Regions from separate parts of the Rattus norvegicus genome. Here region 1 is linked to region 2. A link is a contact called in public Hi-C data. All regions are on one chromosome and are shown on one strand. Each heading gives the region's core, a stretch centred on a gene start, on an enhancer-like site or on the middle of the called end of the contact. The rest is flanking DNA. Distances are from core to core; before and after follow the strand shown. Region 1 holds the start of Pdha1 (pyruvate dehydrogenase E1 subunit alpha 1). Region 2 holds the start of Cdkl5 (cyclin-dependent kinase-like 5).

The links. A called contact is a pair of places that touch in the nucleus more often than the background predicts.
Region 1: a Hi-C map of liver shows a contact between it and region 2, with 6 times the contacts expected there. The contact joins the promoter of Pdha1 here to the promoter of Cdkl5 in region 2. A contact is called at or near these places in 1 of 12 Hi-C or Micro-C datasets (liver) and 1 of 1 datasets of contacts at active chromatin or transcription factors (oligodendrocytes).

What each region holds. Positions count from the first base shown.
Region 1 is chrX:38,507,840-38,510,539 of GRCr8, forward strand. It overlaps Pdha1 (pyruvate dehydrogenase E1 subunit alpha 1), which reads left to right and starts at 1,319. Exons shown (of 11, transcript NM_001004072.2): 1 at 1,319-1,413. The coding sequence starts at 1,357.
Region 2 is chrX:37,565,029-37,567,774 of GRCr8, forward strand. Cdkl5 (cyclin-dependent kinase-like 5) reads left to right here and starts at 1,350. Exons shown (of 18, transcript NM_001421533.1): 1 at 1,350-1,438.

The sequences.
Region 1 (2,700 bases), core at 69-2,568, 940 kb after region 2:
TCCCAAGTGACCTCATAGAAATGCTACCTGGCCAATCCACGCTGGACATTTGAGTGGAAAAGTCAAATGTCCTCTGTTTCTCTGATCCAGTGATTCTTTGAAGTTAACTGGTCAAGGCAACATAAACACTTGCACTGTGGCTAACACAGTCCAACCTGAGAAATCATTATTTGCACATTTCCCTTGTTCTCATAAAGTCTTGTGTCCTAATCTTTTTTTTAAAGATTTATTCATTTATTATATATAAGTACACTGTAGCTGTCTTCAGACACACCAGAAGAGGGCATCGGGTCTCCTTACAGATGGTTGTGAGCCACCATGTGGTTGCTGGGATTTGAACTCAGGACCTCTGGAAGAGCAGTCGGGTGCTCTTAACCGCTGAGCCATCTCTCCAGCCCCCTTGTGTCCTAATCTTTATAGTGTTTGGGTAACAACAACATGGGGGATACAGGATTCTGCCTTTTCCCAAACATAAAGGACAGATGAACTACTTGTCTATAACTGAGTCCTTCATGAAAAGAAGCAAGCTAACGGAAAATCAAAGAATAAGCGATAAAGCTGAACTCTTGGATGTCTATGGTCAACTCTTAATATTTGCTTTTATTTACTTATTTTTCTTTTTGGAGACAGTCTCGCTAAGTATTCCAAGCTTGTCTTGAACTAAATAGCCAGCCTGGCCTCTAACTCAACTCTGGCTATCATCTTACCTCAGACTCCCTAGAGAAGGAATGACCGGCATGTGCCACCACACCCAGCAACATTCAACATTTAACTGTTAAATCTATTTTTGTTATTCTCACCCAAGTCAACCAGGGCAACATTTTGCAAGGGTCATGTAATTTTTTTTTTAAAGACAAATTAGTGGCAGGGCCATTTCTAGAAACCAGATGGTCTGTCTTTCTGGCCCTGGCACCACGGCTTTTCTGTATACTGGAATAAGGCTGCCAAGGCTGTACCACCCGCCCAACTGGGCAAACAGCAGGACCTGCCTTCACCCCTTCTTCGCTGATCTGTGGTACTGAGTGTAAGAGGAAAGAGAGGCCTCCTGGGGGGGACCCCCCCCACTTTCCCACGCAGGCGCCCTAGGACTCCCGCCTCCTCACCCCAAAGCCACAGCCCCACCTCATCTTTAGTTAATTAATGGGCGGACTCATGTTCCTCAGATGGGTGTAGCCATCGCGGGCAATCATTCTGGTTGGTCTACAGACTGGCGCGGCGTGTGATGCCGTTCCGACTCCGTCACTGCGTTTAGGGCGTGGCTTCGACTCCGGGCGCCTCAAGGAGACTTGGGGTCGCCCGAATCACTCCTTTTGAGTGCCTGGGTGCCGCGGCTGCCGCGTCAGTCTGCTGCGCTCCATGAGGAAGATGCTTGCCGCTGTGTCCCGCGTGTTGGCAGGCGCTGCGCAGAAGCCGGTGAGGTCGCCTGATCCTGGGAGGCCGGGGTGGGGCTGGAGCCCGCTTGAGGCGGGGCAGGAAGAGGGCGGGCCGGGGCCCCCCTCTGGAGCGCAGAGCTAGGTGCTGGAGGCGAGCTAAGGAGCTCAGGAGGGCTTTCCCCGCGGTACGCGTCGCCACTGGCCCGGGTTGGAGCGGCTTGAGAACCGGCCCGGTCCATTGCCTCCCCCAATCCCCGCTGGCGGAGCTTCACGTCGGCTCCCCAGCAGCGCCCCACAACTGCCCGTTGCTTACGGGGCACTGAGAGGCGGAGCTTGGGTTCGCTCCAACCTCTCGACTCGGATGACTTCCACTCTCCATCATGTCATTGCTCTTGGCTAAGAGGCCACGTAAGACGAAATAAAGAGCTCCCAGTCCCGGGAGTCGGAGGTTTCGTGCGTACTCCGACTTCATCGTTTACTAGTCTTGAGTCTGCCAAGTACAGTCAAGAGGTAAAGAGACTAAAAAAAAAAAAAAAGTCCCAGGGCCCAGTTTCCTCGTCTCTATAATGGAGATACCGAGGACGCCGCCTTATGGGGTTGAGTTGGCCAGCGGCCCGTATGCCAGCCCTTTTGCCTGGCACCCGGCAAGTCCGGGCGTCCAGCTGGGTGAGCATTTGTAGATCACCTGTGTTCTGTTCTGAGGAAGGTTCAGAGGGGTCAGGTTCACGGAAAACAAACTTCCTCCACTCCCTGCTCGTCCGAACTTTTTCTTGGCAGTCAATTTTCGAGCAATCGAGCATAACCCAGAGGAAGCCGCCTTTACTCCTTAAACACACAGAGGCTTAGAGTTCAAAGTAGCAAAAGAAAACAGCAATGGTTTTCGGAGGGTTGAGATCGGAGGTTAAGAGTTATGGCCCGGCTTTAAGGCTGTCTAATACCTAAGCTTTTAGCATTTTGACCTCTAGCCATACAGAGGCTGCTTTCTCTTGGTGTAACTGCCCTCTCAGGCTTTGACTTGTAGTTCTGGTTTTATTGATTTCTTCAGGATTCGATGCAATTCTGCTTAGTTTGGGGAGGTTGTGGAAAGGTCGGAAGTGTGCTTCTCTAGGAATTCCATTAAGTAATGGAAAAACACCGCTTGATTGAGTAAATGCCGTATTCGTGTTTGAATCTGGACGGGCAGCAAAGCACGATTCTTAACATGTCTTTGTATATGGCTATGTCATAACCAACATTTATTGAACGCTTAGTATGTGCCCCGAATTTGGCCAGGGTCTTCACAAGTGTTAAAACTGCATCATCACCTTTCAATTGGTTTGAACAATTT
Region 2 (2,746 bases), core at 100-2,599:
TGGCTTGGTATCAAGTAGACGAACCTATTGTATAGCTACCAGATTGAAGCAGGAGTAGAGTAAATGGATTTTATCCACCGTATCTATTTTCTATTGCAAAAAAAAAAAAAATCATTTTGGGGTTGGTGGCATCTTCGACCTCTATACACTACTTATTTTCTGTTCCTTCCGAAAACCCAGAAGAACCTTTTCTTCCTCTCTGCTTTTTTAAAAGGTGGAAATCATGCTCTTTTTCATAGATTTGTCTGCAAGGTCTTTCATAAAAAATTATTCTTTTCTTAGTTAAAAAAAAAAGTGCAGTGGAACTATTGCTCTCTTATCCACTAGTCATCCTCACTAGAAACCTGATTCACGGTGGGTCTTAAGATCTTTATATTTCTACTGGTGCGGCGATGACTTCATTCCTTTTTTTTCTTTTACCAGCTGGGGAATCGCGTAAGACAGAGCAGCATCGGACAGGAGTAGAGTTGTGGTTTGCTGCTGCAGCCGAGGCTGCCGCGGTTTGCACGCGTCCAGCTGCTGTGTAAGGAATCCTCGGGCTGACAGTTCTTTGCTCTTAAGTCACCCCAGGGAATCGCAGGCTGCGAGATGAACGTGCATATGAATGTGTTTGCGCGCGCGTGCACGCACAGCTGCAACAGTTAGGCAGCAGCAATGGACTTCGTTATCATTTTTTTAAACCTACGACCGAGATAAGCCATCCTTCGTCCTTTATTTTCAAGCAGCGCCCGGACTCCCGCCCGAAATGTGCTCCCCGCCCTCCACCCACTCCGCGCACTGGTCCCCAGAGAGGGAGGCTAGGATAGCTGCGCTGCAGGCAGGATTCCCCCTTTTTTTTTTCTACCGCAGTGACAGGTGGATTCCCGGGCCTCCTCACCCCCTTCAACCCCCGCATCCACCCCTCTCTCAGTCACGATCTCTCCCTCCCCTTATCCTACTCCTCCCTCACTTCCCCCTCCCCACGTAAGCTCGCAGTTTGAGCCCCGCCCCTCCCAGCCTAGCAGTCCAGGTTGCTAGGGCCTGGCAGGGCAACCAAACCTGGTGCTCCAGGAGGAGCATCGCGAGCGCGCATAAGCGCGTCCGCTTAGTAGGGAGCTAGTACAAGAAATCCTGGTTCTAGGATTTTTTGGGGACTCGAGAACGAGCGGCGTGGGCGGGGCGCGCGAGCACGAGCTCGAGCACGAGCGCTTTTTCTTTATTGGCGCCTCTTGGTAGGCGGGGATAAGGCGGGACCTAGCGGAATGAGAGGAGCTTGCCGATTGGGTCAAATGGGCAGACGGGGGCGGTGCAATCATCAAATTAGGCTGCGCGTTTGCTCCGGCGAGAGGGCGGGGCCGGAGGTTTCGATTACTTGTCGCTACCGCTAGGGAGAAGGTAAAGCGGTGACGGCGGCCGCCGGAGTGGAGGCTTCCCCGGTAGAGGTGGGGGACTCAGTAGGGTGAGTAGTTGCGTCCGCCCCTCAGGCCGTCTCGTGTTGGCCGTGTGTCCACTAGCTTGCCTTTAAAGAGGGAACACAGTCGGTCCACTTAGGAGGGTGACAGAAGGGGTAGCAGCGCCGGTCCCTGCACAACGGGGAGACGCGTTGAGGGCGTCCCAAGCTGGAGTCTCCCTCGGCGATCCACCACGAGTCTCTAGGGTCTTCCCGGAAGGGCTGGGGCTGGAATTTTTGGTACCAAAAGACAGAGGGGGTTGTGCTAGACTTACGGTAGGTCGCGGTCGGACCCCGCGGGGCTCCCCCTCGCTGCAGGTCTGCGGTGTCCCCACCCCGCCGCCCCCGTGGCCAGGGCTCTCCGGGCTTGTGGCGAGGGAAGCCCTTTTCTGCTAGCGCCAAGGAGGGGCCCCGAAGCCCCCGCCCAAGTTCCCAGAGAGCCCGGGACCCGCAGGCAGCTTTGACTCGCAGTCCCGGTCCTTCTGACCTTGGCTGCCCCGAGGGTGGGCGAGCGCCCCGCCTGCAGCCCGGCAGGTTTCTGCCACCTTCCACAGGACAAGTTTCAGGCGTTACTGTGAAGTTCACGGCTGGCATGCTGGCAGAGAAGCAGAAATCGACCTCTTCTCAGACCTTCTTACCCTTTGGACCTTCATAGAAATTGAATCCTGGGGTTTGGAACCATCTGCCAGAACGAACAGGTCCTTTTCGCACTGACACGATTTTTTTTTTTTTTTTTGTGCCCACGTTGGGGTAAAAAATAACCTGGGCATATTTCAGTGTAAAAGCAGATCTTTCTTGGGGGTTTTGTTTTTTCGCTTCACTTGAGTTAGGCATGGCACAGATGCCTGGATAAGAAAAGCCTGACCTTAGTATCTACAGACAGACTAGAAGGATGCCGTGATATTTAAATAGTTGCAGATCAGTATTCTGTTAACACAATTATTTTTAATTGGCTGAAATTTAAGCTGATTTTAGAAAGTATTGATACAGAATAATTTCTTTCCGCGCATCTGATTTAGGCTTGTTTGAACGTAATGGTTATGTAGGCAGTATAAAAGATTACACAAATTAATTTGTCTGAGAGCATTTGACTGAAAAAAGGAGGCATAAATATGTATAGAATATAGGATTAGGGTTTTAGGTAACATCTGCTGGAACACTTCCAGCTTGTTTGTTTCTTGCTGTAGGGTTACAAAAAAGACATTTTTACTGAGACACTTTGGAATTACAGACTGCATAACATTTAGATGCAAATTCGTTTTTTAATTCCTTTAAGTGTATGAAAATATCTTCATAAAATGCAAAAAGGGTGTGTTT